Regions from separate parts of the Drosophila melanogaster genome. Here region 2 is linked to region 1. A link is a contact called in public Hi-C data. All regions are on one chromosome and are shown on one strand. The core of a region is the stretch at or near the end of the contact, and the rest is flanking DNA. Distances in the headings are between cores, read along the strand shown.

Region 1 (5,588 bases), core at 1,965-4,464:
ATTCATATATATATATATATGGGTAAATAAATCGGGGACTCGAATGGCAACAGTAGTTCTTTTGTCAATCCAGCCAGGATTTACCGAGTATATACTGTACCGAGTATATATGTGAAGGCGAATGTCGTTTACCACATAAGAAGAAAGTTCTATGTGCTGAAACGTAAATCGGAAATGTATTTCAAGCTCATAATTTGGTTGGGATATGAAAGAAACTTTATTTAAAACTAGTTCATTTCATTAAAACTATTCATTTCAGCAATCTGTGATTCTAGTTTCTGTTTAACCATATATAGATAGATATAGATTTGAGTGGAGTTGAGTTTTCGTGGCGAACAATCGCGATGATAAATAACTTAAGAACGACAAACTTTAAGCTAAACTATACAAACTTCTTAACGTGGCTTAGATTAGACTAACTGTTTAGGAGGCCCAACAAGTGACATAGTTACTTGGAGGTCCTAAACGTTGTAGTTGTGTTTTTCGTTGGTATAGTTTTAGTTGTCGTTGGCTTGTTTGAAGGTTTAGGTGTTGGTTGTTGTTTGTTTGTTTTTGCCGTGGCTCCCGGGATTTTGGTGGTTTTGGTTGGCTTCCTTGTTTGGGAAGGTGTTTTCGTATCGCATTCCTGCATTTGATATGACAACCGGGGTTATTGGAATCGGCTATTGGTTATTTGCGATGCAATCAAAGCCGTCAGATACTCACAATTTCCACTTGATTTTGCTCCTGCTCGAATTTCCGTGCAAACATATCCGCAATGGTCGTACAAAATGGATTTTCTTTCGAGGATTCGTCGTAGATTTCGTTGTAGGAGAACTCCTTGGAACCCTGAAATGATGCACATATTTTTAATATGCATTTCCTGCAATCCTGCAGAATAGAGAAGAGTCTTAACTCACCAACGAGCAGATGAGTTCGGCGATCTCCCTTAGAACATCGCTATTTCTTTGAAGAACGCTGCTTTCCGATTCAATCCTCGCCTCCAGCTCTGAAATTTTGACTTTTTGCAAATAGGGAAATAGTTATAGCAAAAGTATCGAGAATCGGATATACCCACTTTTCGACTCGGTGTCCAGGCGCTGGTACTTTCCGTGCAGTTCTCGATTAAGTTGGCTAAGGTTGAGCAGGCGTCTACGTAGAGCTTCCAGCATCTGAGCATCCGCGTCCAGATCACAGGGCCCTGATTCGGGATCAACGGAGATTAGGCAGGATTGATCGAGGTCTGACTGAAGGATTGTCAGATGACTACGAATGCTCTCGAGTTTTTTCAGAGTGTCCTCACGCTCGGATACCTTTGATTAAGAAGGGTGTAATTAATGAGGATATGCTAAAGCTCAGAAATATGTAAGTCGAATCCCTCACCAGTTTTTCGATAAAGCAGGACACACGTTTTCGCCGAATCTCAATGGTCTGGAACTCCTGTTTGTTGTGCAGATCGAGAAGATCATTGAGCTCCGCGTTTAGCAGCCGCAGCATTTCGCTCTCCTGGGTGTCGTGGATCGAGAGATTCTCGAGCATATCGCTTGTAATCGCGTCCGCGGTCAGTGTATCGTTGGGCGATTCCTCCATTTTGGCCTGATCTCTGGACTCAATGCACCGGGTGATCTCGTGCAGCTGTTTTCACGGTATTTGGAATGTTAAAAAAAAGCTAGTTAGAAAGTTTCGATGTGCTTTTTGATTGAATACACTGAAAATTTTACCAAGAAATTCGGTATTTCACTAAAAAGATACTCGATTAGGTTTTCGATTGTACGCTTAAGCAGCCGATTAAGCGATAAGAAAAGTATTCCAATGAATCTATAATTAAACTGAGCTCAATAATGAGTAACGTCACCTGACGACGATGATGTTTTTGTTTTTTGTTTTTAAAACAACGAATTGAATAAATTCCTTCCATAAGCACACAATGCACATATGCAGATTTCTGGTTGAGTAATGCCACAATAGGATATCTCACCTGTTGATTGAGCTGTGCTATGCACTGATCCTTCAAAAGTAACTTCTGCCTGGCCGTGTGTACAACCTCGTCCAAGGCATTGATCTGTGACTTCAGTTCGCCGATCTCGTCATGCTTGGCGGCTATCTCGCCGACTAAGGACTTCATGCTCTCGGACATCTGCGAACAAAGTTAAACGCCAATCAAAGCCAAGCATTAAATATCGATGAACAAAATATCAAATTTTATTAAGAGCAGCACAAAATATACGTATTTAGTTAGCGAGACAATCATTTAGAGTTCTCGCGCTTGTGGGACGACTTCGGGTCCCACTTGACATTGGAATCACCGCCGCCTTTTCCCTTCAAGGATCTATGGCCTACCTTCTCGCTCTCGCATTCCGCGTGGGCGGGATCCTTTCCCACGCCCCGCAATTGATTAACGGTCAGTGTCTCTAGGGAAATGCCATTGAAATCAAAGTCGGTGCAGTGAGGAGAATGCTGCACGCGTTCTATGATCGCACAAATGTCCTCACGCAGCCTACGATTCTCCTCGAGGGTATGCTGTTGTCGCACTTGGACAGACTGACAGCAGGCAACGATCTTGCTGTACGCCTCCTTCTCCAAGTCCGACACGTTGCCCAGGATCACGCTGTTCACGTGGAGCAGGAAATCCACCCACTCCTGAAAAGTGACCAGACGCAACTGGCAAGTGTGCTAAAAGGGTATGAAAATGGGTCATATAAAATAATTTATCTCAAGGGGGATTTTGCTAGGAATTAGTTTCAATGGATACCATCCTTGATTTACAACGAATCTCACCATGTCATCACCCTCGTGCTCATCTAGGCAGTCAATCTCGTCCAGCCGCTTCAGAAATATGCTGTTCAGCTCAAAGCTCATATCGCCAGCATCGCCGTTGGTATCCCGCAGCTTCTGGATCAGACAGCGGTAATGTTCGGTGGACATCGCCTCGGTGCTGGCAGTGCACCGATCAGGAGATGAGGCTTTTAGCGTCGATTCTTGATGTGGATGCGAGGCACTCGTTCCGGTTGGCTGCACTTGCCGACACATTTGACTGGCAGATGATGGTGGTGGCGGTGGCGATGATGCAGGTCTCGACGGATTCAGACCCATGGACTTGGCGTCTAGGACGAAACCGGCTTGGCGACTGGCCATGATATCAATTCAAAATGTAATTACCACGTTCTTCTTACTAAGAGCTGATTTAGTCGGCCAGGGAATAGCTTGTGTAATTAGACATGAGTATGACTTTAAGGTTTCTACATCGAAACGTTCACTTCGAAAGCGGCAATCTCAAGGCACTGCTGATCGGAAAGATCGAATGCAGTTCTCCTCGCCTTCAACTGCACGCAAATCGCAAATCACAAATCACTCACGAAAGTACAAAAATCACAACAAAAAACACTTGTAAAGTTGTAAGCTTATTAAAAACAACACAAAAATGGGCGGAAAAAAAAATAAAAAATAGAGAAAATATATCTGATTCGAACCTTGGCGGCGACGTCAAGAGCAGCTCAGCGCGCTGCGTTCATATCTTTTGTTTGCAGTCTTCTGACGTAGCAATGTAGTTTTGTTTATTTATATTTTTCTTGTTTTTGAGCTACACACACGCGTATTAAGTATACGGTTTCAGCATGTTGTTGTTTTTATTTCTTGCCACGATCCAAATACCGCGCGTTTCGTCTGCGCTCCGTTCGCGATCGCCAACGAAACCGAACTGAGCGCTCCGCTCCACACACTCGCTCCCCACCACCACCGGCCAAGAGCGGCTCTCTAGAGAGTTGAAAAACTCGACGGACTCTCAGCGCTTATCAGTGCGTCGGGGAATCGAATTGGATCGCTGCGTGTGTTTACCCAAGAACTTAGCATTCTGAATTTCTGGCCGGGCTCACGATATACATATGTATGTATGTATCTTACACAATATGCGAAAGTCATCGCTGTTTGCCCAAGTTGCGGTTTCGGGGTTCTGCCAATTTCGTATAATTGTTAACTCATCCGGTGTATATTTGCCCATGGATAAGTTTGTTTGGTCGCATTGATAACTCCGATATGGTCGTTCAACGCGGTTACACAATAGCTGGAAAAAAGCTGCAAAAACCATGAATTTTAAAGATTAAGAACTAAAAAATTTCGAATGATTCAGAGAATGATTATGCCAATCCTTAAGTCTTATTGCCCATCCCAAATTTTACACGATTAGCACAATATGTTGGGCACCAATTGAAAACAGTAGATTTTTTGCAGATTTAAATTGTTACCAAGTTCGTTTTATTGTACAGGCGAATAAAAGCATTTCATTGAAAATATTTTAAAATCCTTTTAAAAGATAGACAACAACTGTGTTAACGCTCATTATACGTTTTATTTATATCGATTTCTCTTTTATGTAAGAACAAAATTTATTTACAGTGTTTAGATCGCGTTTGCTTGCTTCCGTTTTCGTGCTTTCGGTTCGGCGTTAAATTGTTTTTCAAAATCAATTCTATGTGTGTCCTACTTAACTCAAATCCATTACAGAAGTGTTGCCTACATATGCCTGGAATCGATTCCCACATATCAACTAATAGATAAAACAACTTTTTCGTACAGATTATCATAATCACTTCACGTTGCTTTGGGCGTACACAAAAAATGAAGATAGAGGAATATGAATAGTCATTGCAATCCTTACGTTCTGTTCACACGCATCTCAAAACGTGGGATGAATGTTTTTATTTGGATTGAAACAGACGACGTATAAATGTACATCAAACGCTCTCTAAAATTCATAATTCATTTATAAATTTATTACTTTAGCTATATTTATAGTTATTAATATTTTCTTGCTTATATTTCTGTTGTTGCTTCTTTACCTTTTTACTCAGCTGCTTACAATTAGGGGCTGCATTATGCATTATTTCTCTTATCTTGCTTTGCGTACGATTCTTGTGGGTGGATGTGGTGTGTGTGGTTGTGGCTCTGAATGGGGTGGTGGTGGAGCAGGTGTGTATGTGGTTGTTTGGGCTTACTGCTATACACTTGTTATGCGCAAAGAAATGACCATAAACAGTAATTAGAGAATATCAAGAAATATATTAGAGGGATAATAATTATGGTGGTGCCTTATCCAATAGCATTTTTAACTGTTGAATTTTGAATGTCAGGCTTACAAAATGGGTTGCGAAACGAAATTTTACGATTCGGGGCGCACTAATTGATATATTTATGTATTCGGGTTATTGGCTGGCGGTCATCTATAATCGTGGTCAGTATCCGCCATATCAATGCCGCTCGTATGCTCAGGCCATTCCGTCCGAGCTGCAGATTGTGTTTTTCAGTTAGTGTGCAAGCCCTGGCGATTTGAAGATGAGTGTGTTCCGGATCCTGCTTAAGACGCTCCTGCTACTTTTTGTGGGCCGCTTAGGCCAAGTAGTTGTACACTTTGCGATCTTCCGGCGATCGTTGCAGATACTCGCGCTCGATTAGGCCCTCAATGCGCTTTTTGATAAACACGGGCGAGGGCAAGAAACGCGACTTTAGCTGCGACGTCACATCTGATACTAGCAAGTTGTGCTAAGAAAATAAAAACAGGAATCATGGTTAAATCACAATCCAACCAGATAGCAAACGTATAATACTTACAGCCA
Region 2 (5,588 bases), core at 1,063-3,562, 2.1 Mb after region 1:
GCGTGGCCATAAGTCACGGATTGTCACAGCTTAATTCGAAAATCAAGTCACGTAGGCGGAAAACGGGGAGCGGAGTGGATTGGAAGGAAATTAAAAATATGTTTCCTAGGTTAGGGGGAGATTAAGTTTTATCTCTTTAAACACTTCTAGTATCCTAAATTTAATTGAAACCTTCCGAAATTTGTTACGTACTCTTTTCAATATCGAAGTGCATTGTTCAATTCAGTTTCATTAATTAGTCAATTTATGTTTGCTTTATAAAAATGTAATTTTAATTGAATTAATGGTAGACAAACTGAGAATTTTGTTTATTTTTGTTGCTCTTCAATTCCGGTATTATCCATCATCCAAGGCACTGGCTAAGTGGAATTTTTATTGAATTCTTTCCCTATTCTTTTACCAAATTAGTTTTCAATTTATGACACAATTTATTTTTATCTCTCTTCCACGGCAATTAATCTTCGCAGTCCAAAAATAAAAAGTTTCCTTCTATTCCAGACATTTCCACCGAAAATACATCAAAATACAGTGCGTCCTCTGAAAGGTGACATTCCACGTTCATAATAAGTCTTAAAATTAATAATAACATCTCATAGTTGGAATTTACTTTGTGTAAGTAATTAAAAGAAATAAACTAAAATAATTTTGTAGTTTATAATCTGTCTCGTTTCAATGAACATAATCTTCGATCTGTGAAGTATTGTTAGATGGAAAATTGCCATATCTCGCTTTTTCAGCGATTAGAATGACAACTAACCTTATCTACGTATCCTTTCGCCTTTCAGAGCGTTTACTGTATGTGTATACAACAAACACAAGTGAAAATCGATGAGAGACATGTCCCGTTGTGAGAACATCTGTTCGAGGGTAGCAGCAGCTGTGAGAGGGGGCGGGGTCCTGCGAGAGGGCGGTGAATTTTCTGGGTGGGTATTTCCCATTTACTATTTCTCCGCTGGTGCATATTTTTTGGTCCTAACAAAAACGAAAGTTGGTTGAACTTCGACAAAATTTTCGTGCCGGCTGCGGCGAAAATAAAAATAAATAAGGATAACACGAATAGTGCAAAGTGGCGAAGAGCGAATAACGGCGGTAATTATTGTCCTTGAGCGCAGTCCGAAAAGGGAGAGAATGGGAGAGCCGCAGAGAGAAAGAGCAGCTGATGGGAGGACAGAAAAGGAGGAAAAGGATGAACCTCCGACGGCTGCTGCAAATTATTGATTTTCAAGCAACAAAAGGAAAATTCGCCACTGCAATGGAGATGGAAAAACTTCGTTAGCTCACCGGCAACAAACCTCCTTTGCTTAAATGCCGCACCCTAAAGGTATACACATACGCCAAACATTTTCGATAAGCAACTAATTTAATTGCTTTATCAGTACTTGTACATATGTAAACTCTACTTTTACTTTTTCTGACGTCAAAAGAAAACTTTATAACTAACAATTTTCTAATCAACTTTAATACCATTTAACTTTGTAATATAAAAATGTATGCTTTTTCCAATAAAATGTTATTAACTTCGTACATTAAGTATTATTAAGAACAGTTTAAACTTTACTTAGGAAGTAATGAAAACCCAATTTTTTCCGGAGCTACGAAACCGGCTTGAAGAACACCTTTTCTTTGTTCTCCCTTACGAATATACACTATACAATAGCGGTACGCACCTGCGATGACAGTGTCGGTAAGTGAGTACTTCGTTCCAGTCCTGGGAAAGTCCTTCAGCTTGCGATTGGTCAGGATCAGTTCGCCGCTGAAGTGCGCTTCTTCCAGGATTCTTTCCAGGGAGCGCGTCAGCTGGGAATGACTAAGCAGGGCAGACGAGGTGGAGGAGGAGGTGTTTCCAGCGTGGCCTATTCCAGATCCCGATCCTGTTCCAGATCCTGGAAGGGAAGCCGACCCGCTGCCGATGGCGCTGCCAGCGGCGCTGCCGACGCCGACTGCGACGCTATGTAGGCGTTGGTAAACCGTTGCTGCCATTTCCCGTGTAGGCGTGGCGACACTTCCACACACTTGCACACACACACGCACGCGCTAAACTATCACACCGATAAGGAAACGGAGTGAAGTGCCGAAAGAAACCGAAACTGGAAACTAAATTTGCTCTATTGAAACGCACGCATCTCGATTATTTTTCATTTAGTGTACGTCTTCTTGGCTCATTGATAAGATTTCTCGGAATTGGATTTTCCTTTTGCGGCTTCCTTCTTGCTTCCTCTTCTTTGCCTCCTCGCACACACGCGCACTCACACACGCACAAGCTCACGCAGCAGACGAGCGACAGTGCACAACGAAAATCGAAAAACAACTGAATCGGTTTATGGGATGCTACTTGGGCAGCGCTGGAAACGTTGCTGTTAGTTTAAAATCGGCGTGCCTTTGAGTACTATCGATAAAATACCACAGTGCGCCGATGATACACTGGCTCCATTTTTATCGCAATTCGAAATGTCAACAATCTTACATTTTATAATGTAATGTAATGTTTGTTTATTCAGAATGATCTACCGTTTAGCATTTGCCCCTTCAAATTTAGGGCATTATTAGATTACTGAGTCGTTATTACACCGAAACATTTCATATAACTACTTAAAGAAAAAATGAACAAATGACCAGGTAACCTGGTATTGGAACCCGGCAATAAACTGGTTGAATATTAAAAAACCATGTTAGACTAAATTATAAATTCGTTAATTTGTCAGTTGTGTGGGCTCAGATCACAAATCTGAATAAGCTCAGCGACGCTTCCATTATTGGTGACATAATTTCATATTTTACATATTTATATTCACGAATAAATATTCGCCAATTTCCTACAGGGTGTTTTTGTATGACCGCATTACTCTAAAAATACCTCGGGAAAATATAGCCGCAACTATCGATTGGCGCGCTGCACTGGAGCTGTGCTACCATCGCTAACTCAGTGCAACAACAAAATTCCAACGCAACGCCAACTAAGTGCAAAAAAAATCTAAAATTTGTGTAAAATTGTAAAATCCCAATCGCGTATATTTCTAAATCGTATTCGCACAGCACAGTATGTAAAGCACTCCAGTTTATTTAAGTACTGTGTGTGTGTGCGGTAAACACACACCAATAAGAGTGCGTTTTCGCGTCCCTTTTCCCACCCTCTTCTAATGGTTCCCTCTTCTATAACTGTGTCAAATCAGCAGCAACAATAAAATATAGAACAGAGCTACAGCGTGCGTGTGTGTGTGTGTGAAATGCACAAATTGATAAGCAATTTGATTCAATTTAATCTTGTTTAAGTCTGATGAATATCAGCGCAAGCAGCCCAACACAAAATTATAAATAAAAAGTTACGAATTTATATAAATAGAATACCCTTGAGTGATTTTGTTAGTCGCATAAAATTAATTCAATACATATTTGTGTTCCGCATTTTTTGAAAATATAACGAAGTTCTGGCCAACGAGAGCAACAACAAAAAGCGGTCTTGTTTGTTTTTCAAGCTCAACGAAAAAAAGAAGAAAAGAAATCTGCTCTCAGTCAGCTGTTTTAAAGCAGCCGCCTAAGTGCGAGTGAGATAGCTGCCTGCGCGCCAAAATAAAGCAACAACAAAAGTGGAACAGTGGTTCAAAACCTAGCTAAAAATAAAAAAAATCCATTTATTTTTGTAGCAAAAATATAAAATAAAAGCAAATTAAGCGAATTATACATATATTTGTTAAGGTAAGTGATCAGCATTCCATTTATTTTACCAAAAATTATTCTTTTGCACTTGTTTTTCCCCCAAGTTTTTTAAATCGTTTACTTTTAATACGCGTGTGTCCTAATAAGTGAAGATTATTAAGAATAAAGTAAAAAATGAGTGATGATACGAGCGCTTCGGGCGGGACAAGTGCCCCTTTTCCATCGCCAGTTACTGCGGACCCGGAACCAGGAGCCACTGCCTCCAAATTACCGGGTCCCATCAGATCCAATATTCCCACGCCCGCTACTTCTGGTACCGGAATCCCGCAGCCCAGCAAAATGAAGGCACCATCTAGTTTTGGATCGACGGGTTCTGTTTCCAAAATCGGAAGACCGTGCTGCAATCACACAACTCCCAAATCCGGTCCACCACCAAGAGGTAAGTCTAATCGCATTGTGCAACAACGCAAACCAGTTAGTATTATTGCTCAAAGCAAATATGTTACTAAGAGCAGTATTTTTGAAAGTAGTTAAAGGTCTTAATTATCCCCTGGGTTTAATTATCATCCATTTTACAAGCTAGAATTTAAAGCAAGATGAAATTAAAACACATCTGAACACCAATGGGAATTCAACCAGAGCCCCTTTGAAAATCTTGTCAGTGCATTGTCACATACATATTAACATCTTAACAAAGAACATTAATTTCACAATTCAAGAAAAGGGGTTTTTACCGATTTCCACTTTTATACGCGAGTTCTTCACTTATAAAACAGTTGGAAGAAGTCTGATAATTGAATTGCTCTCCGGAAAATATCGCAGTAAAATATGTTTCAATAGTATAGCCCACCACTATACTATCACCAAGTACTCATGAAGGTTAATATTAAAAAATGTACCCACATTCAAATGGGAAAACAGAAACCCAAAAAGAATGGTGAGTTTAAATAATGCACTTTTAAGTTTGACATTGTAAAGGGGTCATTTCATCAAGTTTACTTACTCTCTACCCTCAATACCCGAGATTTGACTACTTTTGTGTTTGCATCTTTGGCTCAAGCAAGTCAAGCATCCGCCTACATATATATATGTGCACCCACAAGATGTAGATTGCTGTATACTATAAGCGAATGCAATGATCTAATGGAAACGATGACAGACCCACTCACTTGCTAAATATATACATACATATACGCTGACCCCACCCCATTTGAGTGCACTTTTTGCACTACATTGAACTTGCAATTATTTCGGCGAGAACTCGCGTAGTTAGTGTAAATTCTTCTCTAAAGAGAAACCATTAATAATTCCCAGCGTCAACTGTTTCGTTTGGTAAACAAATGCTTCACTTCTTTCAATTATTTAATCGTTTTGAAACACCAACGCACAATTCAAAAATAAACAAAACAAATTGCCGCCCACTCTTAACTCTCGATCATAATTATAGAGCTGCCCCGAAAAGTGTTTTTGGTAAGGAGAATTATGGCCAATTAGGCAAGTGCTGCTACCATTTAATTGATCCGCCCAATGTGGCTCATTTCAGGCACGTAACCGCACCGCAGTCGTCAACATACGACGACCCACTGGCCCATATAGCAAACGATCTGCCAAACGATCCATGGATCGATTGACGGGTTTTCTATTTCGCCGGCACACACGTTCCATATCCGATTGACAGTCGCAATGCAACCGCAAAATCGTAGAAATTTATTCCCTGTAAATTTACCCAAAAACACAAAAATTTGTAATGTTTAGGGTTACAGAAAAAACTGAGTCACGAGGTGTATTTAATTTGCATCCATAGAAATAGTTTACACGGCGCTATGTGCACTGTGATCATTTAGATTATCACTTTGTATTAGATTGGTTTTGTAACTAGTTTGTTTGCCCATTTATACATTATTTTTAAAATCGTTTATTGGTCGTTTATTGCA

What was found. A called contact is a pair of places that touch in the nucleus more often than the background predicts.
Region 2: a contact with region 1 is called in a Hi-C map of the Kc167 cell line, with 2.1 times the contacts expected there.

What each region holds. Positions count from the first base shown.
Region 1 is chr2L:15,261,013-15,266,600 of dm6, forward strand. yuri (yuri gagarin) reads right to left here and starts at 3,215. Exons shown (of 12, transcript NM_165106.5): 1 at 2,758-3,215; 2 at 2,320-2,652; 3 at 1,958-2,116; 4 at 1,363-1,614; 5 at 1,058-1,292; 6 at 900-1,000; 7 at 706-828. The coding sequence starts at 3,114. It overlaps Cul3 (Cullin 3), which reads right to left. Exons shown (of 11, transcript NM_165111.3): 10 at 5,584-5,588; 11 at 4,233-5,514. The coding sequence ends at 5,362.
Region 2 is chr2L:17,381,803-17,387,390 of dm6, forward strand. It overlaps Lrch (Leucine-rich-repeats and calponin homology domain protein), which reads right to left and starts at 2,313. Exons shown (of 7, transcript NM_165212.2): 1 at 1,668-2,313. The coding sequence starts at 1,980. It overlaps CLIP-190 (Cytoplasmic linker protein 190), which reads left to right and starts at 2,898. Exons shown (of 17, transcript NM_165213.5): 1 at 2,898-3,037; 2 at 3,642-3,693; 3 at 3,759-4,093. The coding sequence starts at 3,829.